2 separate regions of the Macaca mulatta genome follow, and region 1 is linked to region 2. Evidence: chromatin contacts called from public Hi-C data. All regions are on one chromosome and are shown on one strand. The core of a region is the stretch at or near the end of the contact, and the rest is flanking DNA. Distances in the headings are between cores, read along the strand shown. Region 1 holds the start of ESCO1 (establishment of sister chromatid cohesion N-acetyltransferase 1). Region 2 holds the start of MIB1 (MIB E3 ubiquitin protein ligase 1).

Region 1 (6,337 bases), core at 192-2,691, 140 kb before region 2:
AGGATTGCTTGAGGCCGGGGAGGTAGGTCAAGGCTGCAGTGAGCCGTGATTACACCACTGCAATCCAGCATGGGCGACAGAGCGAGACCCCGTCTCAAAATAAAATAACTTAAAACTTTATTAGTGTTGGTGTCCTGTGTAAAGCAGAAACTAAGGACTAGATCGGAAGACAAAATGAATCTAGCATAGTTCACCGCAACCTGGATGTTTTCAACTGAAATCCAAGTTTTATCCAGTTTTTAAAAAAAAAGGTTGGCGGGGGGACTAACCACACCTTATGCCACCAAGTAGCGCTTTTGTTTCCTGCGAAGGTTATTTATTGAGATATCATTTTGTAATAATATTTAGATACCGTGTGCTGCGATTCCTGTTTAAAGGAATCTCACTGCAGCTAAGACTACAGAAAAGATGGTTCATAGCACTTCTCAAATCGCAAAGCTTGAGCTCCTTCTTCCCCTCTCCCCGGTCCCTGCTGCTTCCCCATCGCCCCGGGAAATACAGTACACGCCGGATCCCCGGACGCGTCATTGAGAGGCGGAGGGAGAGGAGGTAGTCTCATAATTGTTGGACTTGCTATCCCATTCTGCCTGTGCAAAATAAACCCCCATATTAAAATAATCTCGAACCGTGATAAAAATCGAGGACCCAATTCTCTTTGGCTCGCCTCTCTCCATCGCTATCAACTTCACTGCGGCCCTCAATGCACTCATTTCTACTACAGAGCCGCCCTACCTGTGCCGAGACCCCCATCTCCAGCCCAAGTTACTCGATGACCTTGGGCCCGCTCCCCTTCCAAGCTCAAGGCTGTAAAACCAGGACCCCACATCGCACCCCGCAGACTGTAGAGGCCTCCAGGCTCAGGCCGGGTCAGCGAGTTGCGGCGGGGGAGAGCGAGCGACTGGCTCGGGGGAAGCGCTGGGAAGAGAAGACGCTGGGGGCGGAGACGGGGCTCGGGGCTACCTGCGGGACCAGCGCCGGCGCCACCCCGGTGCTAGCAATGGCTGCACGCCACCTCGGGGCTCCCGGAGCCCTCGCGGCCGTGCTAGGAACTCCGACCCTGCCCCGTCCGCGGTCACCACCCTTATGAACTCCGACCGCTCAGCAAGCAGCGGCAGGTGGTGCTCGGCCGCGCGAGCAGGTTAGCTGCCTACCTCAGGCGACGGCGTCTCGGAGCCCAGAGCCTCCCGCCTCCCTCTCAGGGGCGCGAAGAGCTGGGACCGAAGCAGTAGGAATCGGCGTGCGAGGCAACACGCCACCGAGGGTGGAACAGGAAGAGGGAGAACCGTCCGCTCCCTGGAGAGGCTGGCAAAAGGGTGGTGAGGACGCAGGCGGCGGGGACCGTCAGGGACGCTCGCGTACCTTCCTTTCGCCTGGCGGAGGGTCAGACCAGAGCCAGCGGATCGCCTCACATCCGGGTATCAGGAGACACTCAGCTGCTACTGCTGCGGCCGCCGCCTCCCCCGCGGCGCAAACACCAAACTTCCGGCGACGACGGCGACGCCTCGCTCGTCAGATGGGAGTTACCTGTGACTGTGTTGGGTGCGCTTGCGCAACGCTTCTCTTCAGCCCTAACCGGCTCAGCTGACGTGCCCAGAAGACGAAGATGGCCGCCACGCTCGCTGCGTGTCACGCAGTTTTTCACCCCGGCCCGGACGGCTGGGCGTCGGGGAAAGGCGAGCTAGTGTCCATCCTCAGCGCAGGCGCGGTGGGAGGCCTCGCGCGCGCGCCTCCGCGGGTGGTCGCCTGGCGGGGAAGTGGCGGCGCCCCCTAGCGGCGGCCGCTTGTCCTTCCTGGGGTCATCGCTTTGAGCTGAAAACCACCGAGGCCCCCTGCGGCCGTGGTTTACCTTGGAAATTTGTCGCAACTGGTTGCTATGTAGGTTTTGGCTGCTTCTGTCTGCGACGTACAATCCAAGTGCCTTTGGTCTTCCATATGAGCCAATGTAAAGAAGGAGGGTGGGGCCGGGCGCGGTGGTTCACGCCTGTAATCCCAGCACTTTGGGAGGCAGAGGCGGGTGGATCATTTGAGGTCAGAAGTTCGAGACCAGCCTGACCAACATGGTGAAACCCCGTCTCTACTAGAAATACAAAAATTAGCCGGGCGGTGTGGCGTGCGCCTGTAATCCGAGCTACTCGGGAGAATTGGGGGATTCTCGGCCGGGCGCGGTGGCTCAAGCCTGTAATCCCAGCACTTTGGGAGGCCGAGACGGGCGGATCACGAGGTCAGGAGATCGAGACCATCCTGGCTAACACAATGAAACCCCGTCTCTACTAAAAATACAAAAAAATTAGCCGGGCGAGGTGGCGGGCGCCTGTAGTCCCAGCTACTCGGGAGGCTGAGGCAGGAGAATGGCGTAAACCCGGGAGGCGGAGCTTGCGGTGAGCCGAGATAGCGCCACTGCACTCCAGCCTGGGCGACAGAGCGAGACTCCGTCTCAAAAAAAAAAAAAAAAAAAAAGAAAGAATCACAAGTTTTAGTTCAAAGAGGGTCTGAGACTACCAAGAAATTATTTTTTTCAGATAATTGGAGGAAGACATTCAACTTAGAAAAATAGTGTTTGATAATCCAAACAAAATGTTAGTCAGGTCTCTTTAGTTAGAAAATGACTGAAATCCAGCTCAAACTCATGTAAGCAACATTAAAAAAAAGAAAAATATATATTGCTACCATAACCAGGAGCGATGGAGCAGCTGACCTCAGCTCATCCTAAAACTTGAGGATGTCAGATGATGTCAGCAGGACACTCTACAATGCCCAGCTCTTCTTTCATCTGCATTAGTTTCATTCTCAAATATGCTTTCCTGACAACTCAGCAGAAATTACATAAGTTCACAGCCAACTGGTTTCAGTGAAAAGAGTGGCCCCCATTCCTGAGAGCTCCCAAGAAGGTCCTGGGGAGATCTTTGTTTCAACTTTGCTGTGTACCAGTGCTAGAAATAAATGCTATAACCCAGATGACACATCATGGTGCTCAACATTATAGTTACATAAGTGGTGAAGGTCTTTTTAACACCCCCTACAGCAAGAATTACAAGGCCACATTCTCCTGCTGAACTCAAAACCATTAATGTAATTTCCCGGACTTGTTTAAATTGGTTGTTTCCTTGCTGACTCTAAATTGCAGTATATACTTTTCTGCCTTTGCTTATCAGTAGGACATCTACTTCTGAAAACTGATAATGGAATGGTTGCATTGCTCCATGTATTATTTTCCCATTTCCTTGTTCCTTTTCTTTCTCGTGACCAGTCTAAATGCTTGCAACAGATAAAACCTCTGCCAAATCACAGAGGACAGGACAATCTCACTTTCAGATTAATCCTCCTGCTAGCAGGAAATTAAGGCATTATTTGTTGCCCCACTCTTGTTGACTTTATTTCAGGACTCTTGATGGTTTTATACTATGAGAAAGTAAAAATCCTAAAAAATGTTTGAGCTAGAAAATAAAGAAAAAGTATAGCAATTTAGGATAAATCAACGGACGATGACACTTCAATTTGCCATCTGGGAGACACGTCACTACCATACAAATAATAATGCTGGCCCCACATACTTGAGAGGCGATGAGTAGGCATTAGCCAGATTAAGAACTACATGTACGAAAGGCTGGAGAGGGAGTAAGCTTGATGAATTGCAAGAACTCCATTTTTGTTTTTCTTTTTTTTTTTTTTTTTGAGATGGAGTTACACTCTGTCACCCAGGCTGGAGTGCAGTGGTGCGATCTTGGCTCACTGGAACCTCCACCTCCTGGGTGCAAGCGATTCTTCTGCCTTAGCCTCCCGAGTAGCTGGGACTACAGGCACCCACCACCACATGCAGCTAATTTTTTGTGTTTTTGGTAGAGACAGGGTTTCACCATGTTGTCCAGGCTGGTCTCAAACTCCTGACCTCCCGTGATCTGTCTGCCTCAGCCTCCCAAAGGGCTGGGATTACAGGTGTGAGCCACCACGCCCAGCCCCAAATATTATACTATTGAGGGGAAAGGGGATAGCTTAAGAAGTAGGCAGGCCCCTGTCAATCTAAAAGGAAGAGGCTGAAGCACAAAATGTGATTTAAAGAGTTTACTTGAGCCAAAGTGAGGACAGCTGCCCAGAAGACTCAGCCACAAGTAAACTTGAATATGAGCTCCTTTTGGCCTTTGTTACAAGCAGGTTTTTAAAGGCAAAACACCTGGACAGGGAGTGAGCTGATAGAAAGTTGTTTTTCAAGAATTATCATTGGCTTACAGAAATAAATAGTGATTGACTAGGCATTGTTAAGCTACAGAGTATGGGGTTTAGTGTCTGGTGTGGCATTAGTAGGTAATTTATAGCTACTTGTAATAATAGCGAACAGTTTTGTGTGTGACAGGGTCTGGCTCTGTCGCCCAGGTTGGAGTGCAGTGGCACCATCTCAGCTCACTGCAGCCTCTCCCCACCTCAGCCTCCTGAGTAGCTGGGACAATAGGCGTGCATCACCATGCCCAGCTATGTTATTTTATTTTATTTTTTCGGATTTTTAGTAGAAACATGGGGTCTCAACATATTATCCAGGCTGGTCTTGGACTTCTGAGCTCAAGGGAGCCACCCATCTTGGCCTCCCAAAGTGCTGGGATTACAGGTGTGAGCCACCAGGCCCGGCTACAAACAGTTTCAATAGATGAATGAGACATGTGTCTTATTTTAATGTTTCTCTGGGCTTGATAAAGTTTAAAAACTCTGATTCATCAAATACAAGTTATTTTCTTTTATCAGCCCAAAGTAGGAAGGGCCTTCAAGATAATAGGGAGGAGTACCCCATGCTCAGTACTGCGGATACTACAGAAAACAATACACTCAGGTCTCCTTCCTCATGGAGCATCCATCCTAATAGAGGAGGCATTCAGTTATCATTATTATTATTTTTTTTTTCTTTGAGATTGTTGCCCTGGCTAGAGTGCAGTGGCACGATCTTGGCTCACTGCAACCTCTGCCTCCCAGGTTCAAGCCATTCTCCTGCCTCAGCCTCCTGAATAGCTGGGATTACAGACACCTGCCACCACACCCGGCTAATTTTTGTATTTTTATTAGAGACAGGGTTTCACCATGTTGGCCAGGCTGGTCTCAAACTCCTGACCTCAGGTGATCCGCCCACCTGAGCCTCCCTAAGTGCTGGGATTACAGGTGTGAGCTACTGCGCCCAGTTGAGGCATTCAGTTATTTCACAAATATTTATTGAGGGCATATTAACAAGGCATTATTTTAGATGCTGGAGGTGCTGCAGTCAACAGAAAAGACATAATTCCCTGCTTTCAGTTTACATTCTTGTATCTGACAATAAATAAGTAAATAAATAATTAAATTCTAAGAAGGAAACAAATACGGTCCTCAAAAAGTACTGTCCAATCACACTTTCTGTGATGATGGAAATATTCATATATCTGCATTGTTCAAAAGGGTAGCCATAGACACATATAAGTATTTGAAATGTAGTTACTAGGCCGGGCATGGTGGCTCACGCCTGTAATCCCAGCACTTGAGGAGGCCGAGGAGGGTGGATCACAAGGTCAGGAGTTCAAGACCAGCCTGTCCAAGGTGGTGAAACACCGTCTCTACTAAAAATACAAAAATTAGCCAGGTGAGGTGGCAGGCCTCTGTAATCCCAGCTACTTGGGAGGCTGAGGCAGAGAATTGCTGGAACCTGGGAGGTGGAGGTTGCGGTGAGCTGAGATGGCGCCACTGCACTCCAGCCTGGGTGATGGAGTGAGACTCCCTCTCAAAAAAAAAAAAAAAAAAAAAAAAAAAAAGAAATATAATTACCAAAATTGAGGAGCTGAATTTTTTTCTTTTTTTCTTTTTTTTTTTTTTGAGATAGAGTCTTGCCGGGCGCGGTGGCTCAAGCCTGTAATCCCAGCACTTTGGGAGGCCGAGGCGGGCGGATCACAAGGTCAGGAGATCGAGACCACAGTGAAACCCCGTCTCTACTAAAAATACAAAAAATTAGCCGGGCGCGGTGGCGGGCGCCTGTAGTCCTAGCTACTCAGGAGGCTGAGGCAGGAGAATGGCGTGAACCCAGGAGGCGGAGCTTGCAGTGAGCCGAGATCGCGCCACTGCACTCCAGCCTGGGCAACAGCGTGAGACTCCGTCTCAAAAAAAAAAAAAAAAAAAGAGATAGAGTCTTGCTCTGTCACCCAGGCTGGAGTGCAGAGGCATGCTCTCGGCTCACTGCAACCTCCAACTCCCAAGTTTCAGCAATTCTTCTGCCTCAGCCTCCCGAATAGCTGGGACTACAGGCATGCACCACCATGCCCGGGTAATTTTTTTTATTTTTGGTAGAGACAGGGTTTCACCATGGTGGCCAGGATTGTCTCAATCTCTTGAC
Region 2 (7,158 bases), core at 635-3,134:
GGACACATACACCCTCCCAACACTAAACCAGGAAGAAGTGGAATCCCTAAACAGACCAATAACAAGTTCTGAAACTGAGGCAATAATTAATAGCCTAACAACCACAAAAAGTCCAGGACCAGACGGATTCACAGCCGAATTCTACCAGAGGTACAAAGAGGAGCTGGTATTGTTCTTTCTGAAACTATTCCAAACAATAGAAAGAGAGAGAATCCTCCCTCCTTCGTAAGACTCATTTTAGGAGGCCAGCATCATCCTAATACCAAAACCTGGCAGAGACACATCAAAAAAAGAAAATTTCAGGCCAATATTCCTGATGAACATCGACGCGAAAATCCTCTATAAAATACTAACAAACAGAAGCCAGCAGCACATCAAAAAGCTTATCCACCACGATCAAGTCTGCTTTATCCCTGGGATAAACACTTTGGGAGACTGAGGTGGGAGGATTGCTTGAGCTCAGGAGTTCGACACCAGTCAGTCCGGCCAGGGAAAATAGTGAGATCCACGCCCCAAAAAGCTCCCCGGCTGCCCCCTGCTCGCCTCTGCCAAAAATACAAAATATTAGCTGGGCGTGGTTGAGCGTTCCTGAGGTCCCAGCTACTCAGGAGGCTGAGGTGGGAGGATCCCTTGAACGCAGGAGGAGGAGGTTGCAGTGAACCGAGATGGCGCCACTGCAGTCCAGCCTGGATGACAGAGCGAGACTCTGCCTCAAAAACAAAGCAAAAAAAAAAAAAAAAAAAAAAAAAAAACCAAACCAAAAAACATTTTATTTCAGTACATAATAATTCCTTGGGTACATTTTACATCACTTCTCTTGTCTTTCCCCTTGATTATCCATTCTGTTAGAGTTTCCTCTTGACTATCAGGAAAAGCAACAGTTTATGCTAACAATGCATGTTGACAGTGCCAACAGTGCTGGCCTGTGGAAACAACGGTTTTAAACCCTACGCAGCATAATGTCATTTGAATAATGGCAACCAGAAACTTCGTTTATAATCCTCGAATCTTCCTTTGAAGGTTGTATTTTGTAATTAGGGACTAAATTTTTTCGTGAGTGGAGGCAATTATTAATGAGTCTACCTACCACCCTACTTGTGCATAAACGCAAGACACACCTTCTAAAAGGTTTTACCATGGCTCACAACATTCCATACCATGCTGTTCAGCTTAAAAACACACTACTAACCACCTGCTCTGTCTGGTTTTAAATGTTTTCTTTTTTTTTTTTTTTTTTTTTTTTTTTGAGACGGAGTCTCACGCTGTTGCCCAGGCTGGAGTGCAGTGGCGCGATCTCGGCTCACTGCAAGCTCCGCCTCCTGGGTTCACGCCATTCTCCTGCCTCAGCCTCCTGAGTAGCTAGGACTACAGGCGCCCGCCACCGCGCCCGGCTAATTTTTTGTATTTTTAGTAGAGACGGGGTTTCACTGTGGTCTCGATCTCCTGACCTTGTGATCCGCCCGCCTCGGCCTCCCAAAGTGCTGGGATTACAGGCTTGAGCCACCGCGCCCGGCCTAAATGTTTTCAATTTACACCCACACAAATACAGGTCGCCCTGAATCGGTGGATGTATTTCTGCCTTCGTTAAAAAAGAAGACTAAAAGAATATGGAATCCCCTATTCACACTTAGTTCGCCTAGGAAAACTAGCAGTCAGTGAAAAACTGGCCACATCACAGCCGTCCAATTTCGGCAGCCGGGGTAGCCTCCCTACCCTCACTTTCTCCAGCCCCGCCTCCAGGACGGCCCAACTGCTTTCCTCACAGCTCATTGGGCGCGCGGCACCATCGGGCGGCAACTCCAGGGATCCGCCCCTCCATCGCCGGAGGCTGGGGTTGGGCTTCCCATCCGCCCTTTTTCTAGACCGCGCGCATGCGCATTCTCATTGGACCCTGGAGTGCCGCTTAGGGATCGGTTTTCTCCTCCTTTCTTCCCGCGATCGCGCGGCTCCCCGAAACCCTTCCCACTGTATTATTGCCGAGGATCCCCCTCCTAGACGCTCTGAGAAGGTGCCGCTCCGGCCGTGGGTACGGCGGTACCCGGATGTGGAGCCGCTCTCGCCGGGCTGGGACTCTGTGGCGGGGCGGAGCGCGGCGGTTGGTGCGGGGGCAGAGAGAAGGGGGCCAGAGGGCCCGGGCCCTCGCCGGACGCCGGGAGGTACCACCGCTGCCCACGGGGGAGGAGGCGGCGCCGGCGCTCGGGCTCCCTCCCCGGAGCCAGGGCCCGGGGTCGCAGAAAGGCCGGCAGTTAAGCTTGCTCCCCGCCGCCCTCGCCGCCCCCCCCGGGCTAACCTCCCCCGGCCCCCTGCGCTCCTCGCGCTCCCGGCCGGGGGAGAGCGTGGTTTCCTGGCGGCCGTCGCTGTAGCCTGGCCGGGGAGCCCGGAGGAAGCGGGAGAGTCCCCGCCCACGGCCCCCTCCCCTCCGCCCGCTAGCAGCCGCCGCCTCCGAGCAGCCGCGGGCCGCCCTCCAGTCCGAGCGGGGGGCGCGGCGGCGACGGCTGGGCAGCGGCTTTGGGCTCCGCGGGGACCGCGCCGCCGCCTCCGTGAGTTATTCCCACGTCCCCCGGGGCTCGCTGCCGCCCCCGCCGGCGCCGAGAGTCCGGCCCGGGCCCAACTCCCTCACGGGCCCCCCGGCGGCAGCGGCGGCGGCGGCGGCAGCGGCGGAGCCCACCGCCCGGGCCCCGATGAGTAACTCCCGGAATAACCGGGTGATGGTGGAAGGGGTTGGCGCTCGGGTAGTGCGCGGCCCGGACTGGAAGTGGGGGAAGCAGGACGGCGGCGAGGGCCATGTGGGCACCGTCCGGAGCTTCGAGAGCCCCGAGGAGGTGGTGGTAGTGTGGGACAACGGCACCGCTGCCAACTACCGCTGCTCCGGGGCTTACGACCTCCGCATCCTGGACAGCGCGCCCACCGGTAAGCCGCGGCCACCTGGCCCGGGCCTGCGCGCGCGGGGGGAAGGGTCGAGCTGCGGTGGACGTCGGTGGCGCGGGGAGAGGTCTGCGGTGGGACACCTGGTGGGCAGCGCCCGGCTGGAGTGAGCGGAAAGGGAAAGCGCAAAGGGAATTCTAGGTTCAGAACGGGTGAACAAAAACTTACAGAAAAGACCCCCTACCCCCAAGGGAAATGATGGCAGCACCATCACCGGGATGCTTTCAAGCCTGGAAAACACAAAGCACCGGGAAGAGAACAGACACAGCTCCCCCAACCCGACTCCTCCTCTTGGGAAGGAGTCTGGAGAGGCCTATCTAATAAGCCATTGAAATTAATCAGCCACCAAGTGATAACTGTCTGAAGGGAGGCTTGCCTTGCCATATGGTGCTCAGTTGACCGTTTACAATTGCCGAGGGGCCGTTCATACCTCGGATTTGTGGAGATGCCTTTTTTCTTACCGCCTGTGACACAGAATGACTTGGAGTTCAGTAGCCAAATGTTACTTGGGACTCTGTGGAATGATTTTTCATCCATATTGTTCTATTTTGTATCTTTATATCAATAGAGGGAAAACCAGCCTGAGCTCTTGAACCATTTCTTTGTGTTAAATACTTTTTCCAAGTGGCAGATCGGCATAGGGGACACCTGATTTTATTTTTTGTTACACTAACATCCGTCTCAGTAAGGTGATGTCAGAATCTTACCCATTCACCTAGCAGTGAGTCAGGATCCTTGATTAGTGAATCTTGATTAGTGACTTTTAGGGGTCTGTTATTGACGCTAGAGTTTCTAAATGATTAAACCAAAGGCTTGCTTTCACAAAATAAATTTCAAATTCATTTTCATATAGATTCATCTTTGGTATTATTTATCCTTGATTCTGTAGAAAATAGTTCACATTTAAAATTGGGTACTTTTCAGTATTCCTAAATGAGCTGCTTCTAAGACATTGATTGAGTTTGGCAAGGCCTTACAAATCTTGGAATGGGCTCATAGTTATTATTAGTAGCAATAAAGAACTTAACACAAGCCAACTCAATTTTTGAACAGCTAATTCAACAAATTGTATTCCTTAGCCAGTTTTTTAAAAACAATTATTAAAAAAAAATTTTTTTTTAAAGCGACAGTTGTCTCGCTTTATTTCTTGGGCTGGTCTTGAACTCCTGACCTCAAGCAGCCCTCCCATCTTAGCCACCCAAAATGCTGGCATTACAGGAGTCAGCCACAAGGTCAGGCTTTAGATAGCTTTCTGAATATTAAAAAGAGTGTATGTACATGACCAGAAGAAAATGAAAAGATTCAACAGCCCAAAAAGGGGCAGCCATTGTTATCAGTTTTTTGTGTAGTCTTACAGAATACTCTATTGCATGGCAAGCATGTGTGTGACTATACTATAAATCTAATCCCCTTTTAAGTACAAATGATAACTATATTCACTCCTCTGCATTTTTGTTTCTTTCACTAAATTATATTGGTGATTGTTCCATTGTTTCATGGCTGCATAGTATTCCAGTGATTGGATACGGTGATTTATCTAACCAGGAGTTTATCGATGGCCGTTTTATTATTTCATGTTTTCTTTACAATGATGCAGTGAATAGGTCCTTGCACATATATCCTTATGCATATGTGCTGAGTATTTCTGAAGAAGTGGAATTGCTGAATCAAAACATTGCACATATTTAACATTTTGGTAGATACTGACTAATTGCTTTTTGAAGACGTTTTATGAGTTGACACTGCCAGCAACAGTGTTTGAGGCCTAATTTCTGCCTACTCTTTTTTTTTTTTTTTGAGACAGGGTTTTGTTTTGTCACCTGCAGCCTTGAAGTTTTGTTGTCATGCTAGCTCAAACTAAAGTCTGACCACAACCCGTATTTGGAGGAATTCTTGGTATCAGTAATTGTAGCTTTATGAGGAAATTTAAATATCTAGGGTAAAGTGTAACAGATTCTTTACTACGGTGATTTTTGAAGGGATAGTAATGTTATCTATATGTTTGTAGTATGGGGTATATCTATCATATTAATAGTTTTATTATCTTACTATAAAAGTAGATTTTTTCAGAAGTAACTTTTAGAATCTTTGTTTAATAAGATCATTTTATATATTGTTATATGTAGTGGTTTATCTTGTTCATCTAATCTTTTTTTTTTTTTTTTTTTTTTTTTTTGAGACGGAGTCTCGCTCTGTCTCCCAGGTTGGAGTGCAGTGGCCGGATCTCAGCTCACTGCAAGCTCCGCCTCCCGGGTCCACGCCATTCTCCTGCCTCAGCCTCCCGAGTAGCTGGGACTACAGGCGCCCGCCACCTCACCCGGCTAGTTTTTTTTGTATTTTTTAGTAGAGACGGGGTTTCACTGTGTTAGCCAGGATGGTCTCGATCTCCTGACCTCATGATCCACCCGTCTCGGCCTCCCAAAGTGCTGGGATTACAGGCTTGAGCCACCGCGCCCGGCCTCATCTAATCTTTTAATAAACCTTTTAAGAGCAGGATGGACACAGGACAGCCAATCTTCATATGAAATACTTGTTGAAATATATTTTAATTTCTATGGTTTAAATTCTTCAGGTTTTTTTTTTTTTAAAGAATTGAACAAAATTGTAAGCTCCTGGCTCTTGTTTTGCCCCAGTACTATACTACTACTTTCAGTGTTTTTTTTTCTTCAAAAGATTTAATAATCAGTGTTCATTGACATTTTGTTACATTCTATAAGATTTACTCAATATTTATTAAGTACTTGATATTTGTTTGCATAAAATTAACATTTTAAAAATTAACTTTTGTTTTTGAAACAATTGTAGTCTTCCAGAAAAATTACAAAACTAGTAAGAGTTCCCTTTTGCCCTTTACCCACCTTCTGCAGCTGTTAATATCTTAGCAAGTACAATGATCAAAACCAGAAAATTAACACTAATACGGTAATACCGTATTAACTAATCTATACACCTTATTCAAATTTCATTTATTCAAATTATATGTAGTGGTTATTATTAGTGTCCTACTAATATTCTTTTTCTGATCCAAGATCACACGTTGCATTTAGTGGTCTCTTCCAATCTGGGCGAGTTCTTCAGTCTTTAGTCGGTGTCAAGATAATGAAAAACAATCTTGTTATCTCTCAAATTGGGTATTTCTGCTGCTTTTTCATGATTAAATTCAGATTATGTATTTTCGGCAAGACTATCGTAGAAATGATGTTTTACCCTTGTTAGTGCATGATACCAGGAGGTAAATAGTATCCATGTGTCTCATTAATGACAGGGTTAACTCAGCTAAGTCACCAGAAATTTTACCAACTGTTGCTTTTGTACCAGCAATGTGATGCCAATATGAAAAAGATAACTTGTATCTTACGTATTATTGTGAAAATACTTTTGACCTCATGAAGCCCTTCAAAGGGTCTTGAGGATTTCCCTAGTGGTTGAAGAACAACACTCTGAAAGTCACTGTCCTGGAGAGAATCTCTGTTTGAGCACATGGAGGCTTGTATAAGAATGTTCACAGCAGTTACTATGGTTTTGAGATAAATAAAATAAAATTTAAAAAAGAATGTTCACAGCAGTGTTGCATGTAAAAACAGAAAATTGGAAACAACTTAAATGTACATTAACAGGAGAATGGATAAATTGTATGAATTTATATAGTATAGTACTGTATATAAAGAGAATGTTAAGCAAATAAAGTAAGTTGCAAAAGAAAACCTATGGTATGTTAAAGTGCGGAACAAAACTATTTTAGGGTAGGGTTTTGCAACCTTGGCACTATTGACATTTTAAATTGGATAGGATAATTTTTTGTTATAGGAATGTCCTGTGCATTGTAGGCAGGCATCCCTGGCCTCTACCCATTAGATGCAGTAGCACCCCACCTCCTTGTGGCAACCCACAATATCTCCAGACGTTGCCAGATGTCCCCTAGTGGGGGCAAAATTGCTCCCAATTGAGACTCATTGGTTTAGGGATATGTACATGTGTGGTAAAAGTGTGCCACATAAAGTTAATGATAAACACTAAATTCAAGGGAGTGGACTGGACCTCCTTATGGTGAAGGGAGTGGAGAGCACAATTGGTAGAAGTACACCAGGGGCTTTTAAGTATTTTGGTAATGTTCTGGGATTAAACCTACCCCGTGGTGAGTGCATAGGTGTTATACACACACACACACACACACACAATTTTATTTTTTTTGAGACAGTCTCCCTCTGTGGTCCAGGCTGGAATGTAGTTGTG

The links. Hi-C and Micro-C count contacts between places; a contact is called where the count stands out from the background.
Region 1: a Hi-C map of fetal cortex germinal zone shows a contact between it and region 2, with 2.5 times the contacts expected there. The contact joins the promoter of ESCO1 here to the promoter of MIB1 in region 2. A contact is called at or near these places in 2 of 14 Hi-C or Micro-C datasets (CD4 T cells and fetal cortex germinal zone).

What each region holds. Positions count from the first base shown.
Region 1 is chr18:70,803,604-70,809,940 of T2T-MMU8v2.0, reverse strand. ESCO1 (establishment of sister chromatid cohesion N-acetyltransferase 1) reads right to left here and starts at 1,441. Exons shown (of 12, transcript XR_013408155.1): 1 at 1,152-1,441.
Region 2 is chr18:70,661,104-70,668,261 of T2T-MMU8v2.0, reverse strand. It overlaps MIB1 (MIB E3 ubiquitin protein ligase 1), which reads left to right and starts at 1,884. Exons shown (of 20, transcript XM_015121656.3): 1 at 1,884-2,910. The coding sequence starts at 2,682.